Regions from separate parts of the Ovis aries genome. Here region 1 is linked to region 2. The links are chromatin contacts, called in public Hi-C maps. All regions are on one chromosome and are shown on one strand. The core of a region is the stretch at or near the end of the contact, and the rest is flanking DNA. Distances in the headings are between cores, read along the strand shown. Region 1 overlaps APBB2 (amyloid beta precursor protein binding family B member 2). Region 2 holds the start of NSUN7 (NOP2/Sun RNA methyltransferase family member 7).

Evidence for each region. A called contact is a pair of places that touch in the nucleus more often than the background predicts.
Region 1: a contact with region 2 is called in a Hi-C map of hypothalamus, with 7 times the contacts expected there. The contact joins the enhancer-like site here to the promoter of NSUN7 in region 2. A contact is called at or near these places in 14 of 16 Hi-C or Micro-C datasets (blood, hypothalamus, liver and 7 more).

What each region holds. Positions count from the first base shown.
Region 1 is chr6:60,495,549-60,501,511 of ARS-UI_Ramb_v3.0, reverse strand. It overlaps APBB2 (amyloid beta precursor protein binding family B member 2), which reads left to right. Exons shown (of 18, transcript XM_060417057.1): 11 at 315-461; 12 at 2,818-2,945. Among named protein-coding and RNA genes, the nearest start is that of NSUN7, 120 kb to the right of the region's middle. Within about 2 kb of position 1,356, at least 8 of the 54 cell types and tissues checked have an H3K27ac peak or open chromatin away from gene starts, as enhancers often do. A contact at or near this core is called in hypothalamus, where this site is marked.
Region 2 is chr6:60,374,341-60,380,804 of ARS-UI_Ramb_v3.0, reverse strand. It overlaps NSUN7 (NOP2/Sun RNA methyltransferase family member 7), which reads right to left and starts at 1,324. Exons shown (of 12, transcript XM_027970950.3): 1 at 1,036-1,324; 2 at 252-650. The coding sequence starts at 561.

The sequences.
Region 1 (5,963 bases), core at 107-2,606, 120 kb before region 2:
ACTGATACTGCCAGATACTAGAAAAAAAGAGCTTACAAATGTTTAAACCCACTAGCCCTATCATTCTACTTCTAATAATTGGTTCTAAGAAAAAAAACTGAACACACAGAAAGGTAGGCAAGAATATAGTTATTACTACATTTTTTAGTAGTAAAAAATAGCCACAATTAAATTTTTCAACAATCGAGAATTAGTTATTAAATTAGATGACTGAAGATTTTATAGTCATTGAAGACACATTATGCACATTTTGTAGAGGATCTTAGGCTACCTGTGGCCAGTAAGTAATCTCCAGATCTCTGATTTTCTCCTAGTGTTTCGCTGTGCGCTCTCTGGGGTGGGTGGAGATGGCAGAGGAGGACCTCGCTCCTGGCAAGAGTAGTGTTGCCGTCAACAACTGCATCCGGCAGCTTTCCTACTGCAAAAACGACATCCGAGATACAGTTGGCATTTGGGGAGAGGTAAGTTACAGGTGAAAATAATTAATGTCAGACTTGCTTGCATTCCTGCTGTGCCTATGAAACCCCAGAGCCGAGAGACACAGGACTGAGAGCGCTGAAGGTTTTTATTGGGTTCCAGGGATGTTCCACACTCGGCCAATCATTCTCGCTTTAGGTGATCAGCCAGCAGTGGTCCCTGGTTCAGTCCTGTAATACGGAGATTGTTGGTAGGATTGACTGATGAAGATGGCCTTTGTTGCCTTTGTGAGGACCTGAATCAATCCCAAGGAAATGCTTTGTGTGTGTATGTGTGTGTGGTGGGGAGGAGCAGGGTGGATTTGATCTCCTGGTGGGTGGAAATTACGCTGGGGGCCACTCCCCACTGGGTCTGGCTGCAGATTTCTTTTAGGCTGCAGCCAATGACCCAGTTCCTGGTGGGAAAGAACAAAGAGAGAGAGGAAAAAGGCACCAAAAATTCCCAGTCAGCTCTCAGTTATCCCAAAGCAGGTCACCTGGTTAGCCTCCGGGGGCCCTAGGACCTGCCCTGCTCACGGGGCCCCAGCTCCTCAGGACTCTCGATCACGCAGCTCCTGAGCATGTGGCAGCCCTCAGCTGAAAGCGGGAAGAAGGGAGCCTGGCCTTCACTGGGGGGACAGGTTGGGGAACTGCAACCCTCCCCTGTAGCTTGGCTCGTCCTCTTGGCTCTGCCAACCATTACCTAGCTGCTCACCAGCTACCCAGCCTCCATGAGGTGCTGGGAGACAGAATCTCTCTAGGACCTCCACCTCAATCATGATTAATCTACATTCTGGATAATTAGCAGCTGGCTCTTTGCCCAGGGTCTGGACACAACTGTGCCATAGAAAGAAACTGCCCACACGCAAGCCTTGTGAGATGCAGTTCCCAACAGAGACACTGGGAGGCGCTTCAGGTCTGAGGCGGCCTGCTGTCTGTTGCTCCAGGCTCTTGTACGGTCAGTGCAATTTACCTGGAAGTAGCTCTCTTCCCCTTTCGGAAGATTTCAAATCATCCTGGATCTCAGTTGTAGATGCTTGGCTTAACTAAGCACTGACGAGCGGAGGCATTGCAACAACCATGTCTGCCTCCTCGGCAGCAGAGCTTACGTTCACTCTGAAAACTTGTGATGGGACATCATTCTTAAAACCCAGACCAAGGAGCAGTTTATCTGTCCCGCTTTGGAATTTGAAGATTGGCCAAAAAGCCTCACCATTCTTCCCCGCTAGACCATCCTGGTGGAGAAGAAAATGGTACCCACTCCAGGATTCCTGCCTGGAGAATCCCCATCGACAGAGGAGCCTGGCAGGCTACAGTCCAGGGGGTCACAAAGAGTTGGACACAACTGAAGTGACTTAGCATCACATAGCGTAGCACAGACTTCCCTGGCATCCACGCCACAGCATCTGGGCTGACTGTGACCTTCAGTGGACACAGCCTTTCCGTCAGACAGCAAACATTTAATAATTTCCTAAAATGCCTGAGGGTTTGCAAGGGGAATGAAGTTGGATAGGCTAGCGTTCCTGCCCTCAAAGAGCCATTAATACATGGGGAGACAGAAGACCAGAGCCTGAACAGTGATGCTGGAAACCTCCCCCTCCCCAGTGATGGTATCACTGCAGCACACCCCCTGTGGCTAAAGGCATCTCGGCCTCTGTGTCAGATAATGAGCAAGTCACTTAACCTGTAAGCCTCGGTTTCCCCATCTGCTAATTGGAGATAATAACAAACCAAGCTCTGAGGCAAGTGAGAGCATTCACGAGCCAAGGAGCCTGAAGCGTGCTGTAATATCTGAGATGTCATAAAGGCACATCAGCATTAGCTACTGAAGCACCGAGAAGTGTCACACAGCTGTGCCTGCTATTTACCGGGCAAATCACACAGATCAGAAGTGGTGTACAAACCGAGAAGAGACAGCCCTTGTTGTGGGTCCAGGAAGTCCATCACAGGGATGGCTGGTAGGGTCTGGGCAGAAGGGAAGGAATGGGGACAGAGGGGTTATGAGAGGCTGGCCCACCTGGAGTTAGTAAGAGACCAAATTCTCCAGGGAACCTACCATTAGCCTTTTTTCTTAGAGTAAAGATTCAAAGTATAAATAATTAAAAATAAGAACCAGCTCAAAAGCAGGCTAGGGACACATTTCAGAGGATTTGGAGAAGGAGAGAGAAATTGGGCATGTGAGGGGAAGATGATGGATTTATAAATATTTTAATCAGGAGAGGATGTTTCTCCCTTAAAAAACAAAGTTCAGACCCAGGGGGCGATATTTTGATCATTGAAGCGACATCCCTGGGTAGCCACAAACGTCCTGAGGATGCATAGTTTTGTGCAGAAGGTAAGCAGTCTTCTCATTGAATCCCAGGGGAAGGACATGTACCTGGTCCTGGAGAACGACACGCTGAGCCTGGTGGACCCCATGGATCGCAGCGTGCTCCACGCTCAGCCCATCGTCAGCATCCGCGTGTGGGGCGTGGGCCGTGACAATGGCCGGTGAGTGCCCCACGTGTCCTCTGTCACCTCGCCAGGTGGCCCAGTTTTAGCTTACCGCCAAGATGGAGCCTTGCTGTTACTGCATGTCACTGACTATGAATCTAGACAGTGAACTCTCTGCAGAAATGTAAAAAATGAAAGCACATGTCTATCCCAGCCTCATAAACCAAGCTACTTCCGTTTCCGGTTTCTGTCCCTCAGACCTTTTCCAGCCGTGGACCCTGCCTCTGGTTCTGCATGTTTCTCCACCTACCCATCCCATCTAAGTTCCCAGCTCATCCAGACTCTTGGCACTCTCACCTTATTTTTTTCCCTCTTCTCTGCAGTCTGTTTTAAAGAGTCTCAGCTATTTCAGATGCTCTGCTATTGGTATTTTCTTTGTAGAGGGCTTGTTGGAAGGGAGAGGTTGAACAGCCTCTAATCACAAGCTTTTTTTTTTTTTAATTATTTTATTGAAGTATAGGTGATTTATAATGATGTGTTAATTTCTGCTATACAGCAGAGTGATTCAGTTACACGTGTGTGTGTATATATATATATTCTTTTTCATATTCCTTTCCACTATGATTTATCACAGGATATCAAATATAGTTCTCTGTGCTATACAAGAACCTTGTTGATCACAAGCTTTAGGTCATTAATTCATGCTCATCAGGAACTTATGGAGTTTGAAGCTGGCTGAACATTTTTAACATTTTAAATGTCTGGTCATACCAACATTCCATTCAGTGTGTTTTTTTCTGAAATTCTACTGAATGTTTGTCGTTTCCAGCAAGTACTTCCCACTTAGATGTGTTGTGAACCTTTTTGTTCTCCAGAGTGACTGGAAACAGGGAAGTTCTGGTTTTCAAGTACATGTTCTAAGTAATAAAGTGGCAGGTATCACAGACTTCAGACTTTGATACTTTATTAAGTAATCAGGCTGCATGAAATGCATCTAACTCTTGAATTATAATTAATCTTTGGTAACTCTCAAGGTGCCCGAAGATCTCCTAGCATTTAGGGACAAGCTGTAGGATGATTTATTACTTTGTTGAAAATGGACAAGAGCATTGTGGAAGCTGGTGAAATCCCAGATGACAGAGATGGCTCTCTGGAGCCTGTGACTCCATTCCTGGGTTTTCTAGTTCATTGGGTTGTGTGGTCCTCTAGGGGGTTCAGCCTTGGCTTCACCCAGCCTCAGGCAGTAGCAAATTCAATAGTGTTTTGATTCAGTTCCAAATGCTAAGCCTGAAAGGAAAATGGATAAGCATTCATCAAAGAACAAGCATTTTTGCTGGAACCAGACATAGAAATGGTTGCAAAAGAGACAGGTGGAATGTCCTTTGATGGCTGATTGGATAAACCTTCCGGGGAGCACAGCTGTATCTTTGAGCTTCTGTAAGAGTGATGAGCAGTGACAGCTGTTCCAGGTGCTTTGAAGGGAGTAAGTAGCTAGATTATGCATCCACACCTGTCACTCACTTGCTTGGCAGAGCTGGAGCACTGAAATTAAAGGAAAATACATGATGATGTTTGTACATATTTAAAAACGTTTAGCCTTGATGGAAGAGTATAGGATGCTTGATCCTTCCCTACTTCCTATCCTCCATGTTTGTTTTTAAGACAGGAGCCGAGGTGAAGATCACTATATGCATGTCCAGCTGGATGGGGTTGTGTTTTCTTAAGGTTAGCTTGTGAGTGGATTTCATCAATGAGGTTTTCAGGTCACCCCAGTTCTTTAAGGCCAAATGCTCTCTGTTCAGGGTGAAAAATATGATTCAAATTCCAGTGGACAAAATTATTCAAGCCCTGAGCTCAGTTTCTCTCATGTGTGAAATGGGGATGATAACAAGGACCACGAAACATGTGTATGTTTATGCCTGTGTGTATGTATAGTAATCGGCATGGAGATGGGGATATAGAAAACGCTTAATGCACGTTAGCTTTGATTTGTTAAAGCAACATCCACTTGGACAGACAGCTAATTACATGGTTTCCTTTCAAACAGAGGGTGAGGGAGGGATCAGACCTCAGGGAGGTTTTGAGTATGGTTTATCATTTTATAACAGAGGGCCAGAGGCTGTTCTAGATGCTGTGTTCAGTTGTCCTACAAAGTGGAAAGAACTACCCACCCCTCCACTGCACCCAATGATATTGGTATAGATTAGGTTACCTTGCCTTGGTTATGTTTCTGAAATGTGCACTGGGTTACTTCTGTTCTTTAAACCCCTTCTTGTTCTTACTCAATGTTAGCAGGTAAGTGTAATTTAGAAATACACTGAGGGTTCCACATTAGCTTTCAGGACCTCAGGAAGCTCCTGCATTGGCTGGGGGGCCCTTGAGCTGGGCTGCTTTTGGAAGCAGTAAATTAAAAATATGTCTTGTCAGTGAAAGTTTCAGTTTCTCCCCATTGCAGTTTTATGCTCTGAAAGAAGGGACCTTTGTATTCCAGATTTTTTTTTTTAAAGATACTTGGTTTTGCTTTTGATTCCTTTTTTTTCTTTTTTTCCTTTACAGCAATTTACAAGAGCAAATTCAATTTGTAATGCTGCGAAGGGACTTACACTTTGCATGAATAAAACATAAAAGTGTTTCATTTTGCTTGCAAAAACAAGTCCATTTCAAATTCTCTTTTGTAACTTCCCTTGCTGAGAAAATGGAATCTCTTAGGGGATTTCTTGATGTGGTTAAAATGAATATGAAAAGTATGTATACCAGAGGCATGAAGGGCAGTTTCTCGTGAAATTCTGAGTGCTTCACTGAGCCATGTAATTTCAGAATTTATAAAGTTATTTGGGGTTTAGCATTTTCTTAAGAATTTCAAGTGGCTTTGGTTTGCTCTGCAGAAATTCCTTACGGAGGAAGTTTACTTTGGGTAAGGAGGTGATCCAGCTGTGACACCCCCCTACTGATGCCCCCAGGTTGATTCAGAGAAGCCTCTTATTATGATTAGCTAAAAAGTCTCCTTGGCACCAGAGGCTGATTCTCTATGGGGTGTCAGTGGTTGCTGGACAGGACTGAAGTTTTTGTCTTGTT
Region 2 (6,464 bases), core at 75-2,574:
AAAAAATGGCAGTGAATAGGATCATCTTAATTTTGACCCACCTAAGCACAGGGAAATCTACAGTGGGAAACATATCTGACTGTTTTGCTGGAAACTCTCCTTAAAGCCTTGACATCTGCAACTGACCAAAGATATTCAGAAGCCTAAAAACAAAACCTGGTGTACGTGTGTGAGGGTGCGAGGAGGTTCGATGGACCTCACAAATTCTCTCATTATTCTCTTTTAGTGCTGTCAAAACTGGTACTACTCACACTTAAGTGCACTGAAAGCCAGCTCATAGGACAAACGCTGAAAGGATTCATCCTCGGATTCGGTTGAGGACGGCAAGGGCTTATTTCCATACTTTATTAAGGCTTTCTCTGGTGACTTTTCGAGTCTAGTGCCCTGAAAAATGTTCGCTGCCAGAATGTAAACGGAGTCCGGATAGCCAGTTTTTTCGGGTGAACCAGTTGAGCTGTTTTCGCCGCAGGCTGGGTCACCTGACAGAGCCAGCGAAGAGAGTTGGGAGATCTCAGCGGTTGTTTCTTCCAAAAACTCCAGTTCATTTGCGGAGTTAAACATGTTTGCCCCCCTGACTGTCCTAGGTAACTCAAGCTTGAATTACAATTCAGATGTTCCGGGAAATGGTTTTCCTTGTTCAAGCATCGTCTCTGTGAAAATAAAAAGATTATCCTGGTTAAACCACTATTTCCGCAGGACCACACTTGGTGACCCACCTCGTGTGGCCCTAGAGAGCCAGCGGTGGCATTCCCTGGCTGCCCCGAGCATCCCTTACTTCAAGCCGGGAAACCTCCACACACTCGCAAAGGGAGAGGGGTGGAGACGGCTCCGAATGGCCTCCGAAACTACGAGACCTTAACCGAGGCCCGTTTTGGTGCAGAGCTCCCCCAAGAGCCGCACCTGCGGCCCCTGGGGCGCTCCTTTCACTGGCTCCCGCGAGTCCTCCCTTACCCCAGAGGGCGGATGTTCCCCGGGGCTTTAGGAACAGAGACGCGGCAGCCGCAGCACTTTGGGCCCGGGTGGCTGGAATCTTACACAGTGCCCTCGGGGGCCCCGGGACTGCAGGGCTGCCGCGGCGGTCCGCGCAGGCAGTTTGGTTCAAATGAGCTTCTCCCACCCGCCGGGGTCGGGGCAGGGGGGTCGCGACCCCCGGCTCTCGCTTCGCTCGGGTTCCTGAGGGAGGATGCGCCTCAGGGCTCCGCCCGCCAGCACGGTAGTCTTCACGAATGCGGCAGCTGAGCCGGGTAGAGCACGAGGCTGGTGGGCCCGCCGGCTCCGGCCGCGGAAAGGTAGGCCTCCCCTGTCTGCGGCAGTCAGCCGGCCCAGGACCGGGGTCTCCGTGGCAACCAAGGGTGCGATGAGGGGGGAGGGAACGCTGCCAGAGGGCAGTTCCCGCGGGATTTGGCCAGCGCTTCCTTTTCTTCTTGAGTTGCTCCTCCTCTCTCACCCCGGACACCTGTGCCAGCCCCGCCTCACGTTGAAGGCCCCTGCGTAATTGGACTGCGCAGCCCTGAAGATCCTCGACTTCCCCAGGGTCACAAGTGACCCTTCTTCTCCAACTTGTCACCTGTGATCTCCTTGAAAGCAAGAATTTTGTATTGCTGACAACACCTAGTTTAGCGGATTAGCGGGCACGCAGGAAATGTTAAAACAGCTCAGTGTAGAACTGTTGAAGAAAAGAAAAGGTAAAAAAAACAGACAAGTTGACTGTATTTCCACGCTTTTTAGAACAATAGATACCACAGATACCACATTAGATGGACCCTTCCAGGAATGACTGTGCTGCGCTTAGTCGTAGTGGACTCTTTGTGACCCCATGGACTGTAGTCCTCCACGCTCCTCTGTCCATGGAATTTTCCAGGCTAGAATACTGTACTGGAGTGAGTTGCCATTTCCTTGTCCAGAGGATCTTCCCAATCCAGGGATGGAACCTCCGCCCCGTCTTCCGTTTTCCTAAACTGCAAGCAGATTCTTTACCCGTTGAGCCACGGGTGAAGCCTTCCAGGGCAAGCTGTATAAAGATCTTTGCCAGCTTCCTTCCCAGGAGCTGCCTGAAAAGAAAGATGTTGCTGAAATAGGCCTACAAACAAGCAAATTCACACCCCTTAAAGTATAGAATGGCTCTGGGGATGTATATGAACTTCCCCCAAAGGGTTTTAATATGGCTACTTTAATTTTTGAGTGTCCTGGAGAGAAGTCTGCATCCTAACTCATCAAAGAAAAACCAGCTGTGCTCAAGTTTTAAAGGTAGTGGAAAAATACTTTAATTTCTAGAATAAAAACCAACTGACTGAGATTTAAGTTTATGTGCATCTTAAGCTTTTCATTGATTGCCTGTTAACCTGTCTCCAAAGTGCAAGTTCTAAAACTGGAGAAAAAGAAAAGGTTGCATTTTTCCTCTACTGTATACCATTTGTGTTGCTGCTTTGAAACTTCTCCAACAGACTTCAATAGGTCTAATTTTTGAGAGCTTCAATAGCTCTCAAATTTTTCTTACAGTACGATTCAATGAACAAATGCAAATATGAATATATAAAGATCATGTGATGAGTAACATGTATGTACTTCACATTTCTTGCCTGGTTTAGAAAAGTCCTAGGTTTTAAAACAGAAATGGGCATTGGATTGTGCATCTTGACAAATTACATTTCAAGTTTTAAGTGAAAACAATTATGAAATCATTTAAAAAATAAGATTTTATTTTATTGAAAATAAAATAGATGCTAATATCTACTTAAAGAAAAATCTGCTAGATACTTGGTCTCCATTTTCTATATGAAGCAAAAACCAAAGCCTACAAGTTGAATGAAGTTCTTCATTTTGGACTGAGATCAAAGTCACAGGAAAATCTTGCAAGTGCAAGCCCCAAATTCAGCAAGAAGTATGGTAAATATACTTGAGTAAATACCTTATTTGCTGCTGGTTGGGAATCTCAAACTTTGTTCATCTTCTTTGTAGAAGTGGTCCAATCTGGAAAAGAAACATAATTTATGTAACTAAGATCAGTATCAGAGAAGGCAATGGCACCCCACTCGAGTGTGCTTGCCTGGAGAATCCCAGGGACAGGGGAGCCTGGTGGGCTGCCATCTATGGGGTCGCACAGAGTCAGACGCAAGTGAAGCGACTTAGCAGCAGCAGCAGCAGCAGCAAGATCAGTATAGTCGCTCAAGAGATTCTAAATTGTGTTCACTGGTTCTTTCTCCATGTGTTAAACAGGAAGGGCTAGACTTTGGCATTTGGTTTACTATCTCTGTAACCTTAGGCAAGTCCTTACATCCCTCAGCTTCCGTTTCTAGACCTATAAGGCAGACTGAATAATAATGCTGCCTTTGAGGAGGTTTGTGAGTATTTAATGGAATGATGTATGTCAAGATTGTCTGGAAAGTAGTAGCTCAATAGTTAGTTCCTCCTTTCCCCCTCTATTGTTAAGAAGGGGAGAATGGATATTGGGGAACTATTAGTAGCAGTTTGCTACAAATTTGTTTGCCCTACCCCATCAGCCACCAGTTCACTCACTCCCATTATTCTCAATGTGGAGTCTCCCCTACTTTATGTTCCCATAATATTTTGTGTATGTATATGTGCATTCATTCATTCATTTATCAGATATGTATTAAATTCTTACCATGTGCCTCACACTTTCCTCAGTCCTAAAGGTTAAAAAAAAATGTATAGAATGATTGGGGACCTTACTCTCAGGAAATTAATGGATATGTATACTTATATTTTGAGACACTTTATTTTTTATTGTATATATTTTTTTTTATTGTATACACTTCTGCCATCCTTACTTGCACAACCTGAACAATACACACACTCTATAAAATAGTTTTATTGTGTCTTTTAAGTTTTATTATTTCTTTTTATTCCCAGAAAGAGCAAAATATCACTCTTTCACATGCACAGATTATAAGTATGAAGGTATCTTTAAGGGTCATGGTATATTTTATTCTGCATCACACAGTACACAGTCTGATCTGTGGAAAATGTGAGATAAAAAGCTAGCTATAAACTTTAAAATACTATTGTTTTTCAAAATATAGTTTGAGTAGCTCTTGTTTGGTATTTTGTTTGTTTTTTTAAATGATATATCAATGTGACAACTCACTGTATTAAAAACAAGATTTAATGAGAGTCTTTATCCCCAAAGTAAAGCTTAGGCCAACAGTTGTGGGTTAGTGAATTCGTGGTTACTATTTACTCTAACCCTGACTCCTTACCTTTCCTGGTTTATGGGCTCATTGTGGACTTAAAGTATTTGAGGGGAGGACTAGAGGGAAGCATATCAAATCTCAGTGAGCACTCTACAAAAGTAACCGGAGAGATAGGTATGTGGATTCAGCTGTTGTGAAAGCACATATGAAAAAATATAGTATTTGTTTAAATTGCAATCTGTAATATGATCAGAACATTAAGTCAGAGACGATGTAGAAAATTAAAGTTTAGTTACCTGGAGCTTTCTGCAAAGGAACTTAAAGGAGTAATTTTCTTTCCCCAGGGGGTAGAGTATATTAAATATTTGTAAATTAACATTCCTTGTATTTGAATCAGAGTAGCTCCTGTGTGTTAGTCAAGTAGGTATTCAAAAAACATTTGCTCTATGTCTGCATTTCCTTTGCTGCCCTGCAAATAGGTTCATCAGTACCATCTTTCTAGATTCCATATATATGCGTTAATATACAATAATATACTCATGGTTGATTCATGTTTGATGTATGGCAGAAATCAACACAATACTGTAAAGCAATTATCCTTTAGTTAAAATAAATAAAAAACAAAACTAAACAAAAACACATTTGCCCACTTGCTTCAGTTTGATCTGGGCATAAAAAGTTGTGCTCAGTTTCACTGCAACTTGTTATAGAAATATAAAAAGTGTATGAAACAAAGAATTTTAACTTATGTTCTTAAACATCACAGCACAATTTATCATTATGGCTACTGAGAAATAGTACTACTGATTTTTTTTTTGTACAATAATTTTTTTCCCTTAATCTTTTTTATTTGACACAGCTATCTAATGTTCCAGCCTGGACCTAAGCTTTTCCCAAGTCTGAACTTTAGAGCTGATAGATACTGAAATAGCCTATTCCAGAGGAGGAACGAGGGATAGACAACCCAAGAAGGCAGGAAACTCACTTTGAGGTAAAGAGCATCAATCTTCTGATGGTGTGTGAGTGTTGATGTGAAGGAATACTTTGCATTATTCAAGTGTTTCCTATCCTAGTCCTTATGGAAACTTGTTTCAAGCAACTTGAAAAGGAAATGCAAAGATCCCTTTGGGAAAATCAAAATATGATCGTGGGTTCTTTACTACAAGACAGTCAAAGATTAACCAGAAGAGCCATAACCATTTGCCGAGGCGGGGAATATCTTCCTTAATTTGGAAGCAGCAGAAGACTGAGATGGAGCAAAGATGATTGAAGGGTAGGCAAGTGAAAAAGAACAAAAGTCCAATTGAGCAAAAGTGCCATTAGGAATAACCTTGAGATTTAGAAACCAAAAATTACAACAGCAACTAAGGAGGAGTTTGTTACCTAAGATGCAAGAGGAAAAGAAGATTCGGGAGACTTGTAACCCTAGCCCTTGATTGTTCTTGTGGCCTAAGAGAATCAAGGGTTACAGCAGACAACCATTGTAATAAATTTCAGCCATACAGTAGTCTCCCAGAGTTAGTCGTTCAAATACCACATTCATGAATTATTTTTACATATTCATATACTACCATTTATATTACTTACTCAGTATTTTATTTTAACTCAGAATCATGGCTTTTCTTAAATAGAAAACTTGTACATGGAAAATCATAATCATTTGCCATAAATGAAAATAACCACAACAAAAGTAAAATAACACTATTAAATTCTAGTTAGAAATGGTTGTACCAAAGCTCCAGGCTTGAGGTTGACTGTTCTTGGTTAAAAAGGAAAATGGGTGGGCTTCTTGGGGGCTCCATGGTAAAGAATCTTCCTGCCAATGCAGGAGGCAGGGGTTCAATCTCTGATCCAGGAGGATCCCTCATGCCACAGAGCAAATAAGCCTATGTGCCTTAATAGAAAGAAAGAGGAGAGAAAGGAGGATGGGCAATGTTAGCAAGGTGTTAAATACCAGTATAAATGACACTTTTCTCCTTGACAGAGGGAATAAAAGAGAATTGGATAAAGCAACTTTCTCATTGTGTGTTTGTTGGCATACACTAGGTTGGCATACCACTTCAAATCATTTCCCATACTTGGGGAAATACCATGTTAAGAGATTTGAGTTCAAGAATTAGAGAAACAATGCTGTCTGAAATAAGAGGAAGAAAATGCAAGAAATTTGAAATTGATCAAAAAAATTAGAAGGACCTAATGGCACAGTGGAAACAGTGTCAGACTTTATTTTGGGGGGCTCCAAAATCACTGCAGATGGTGATTGCAGCCATGAAATTAAAAGACGCTTACTCCTTGGAAGGAAAGTTATGA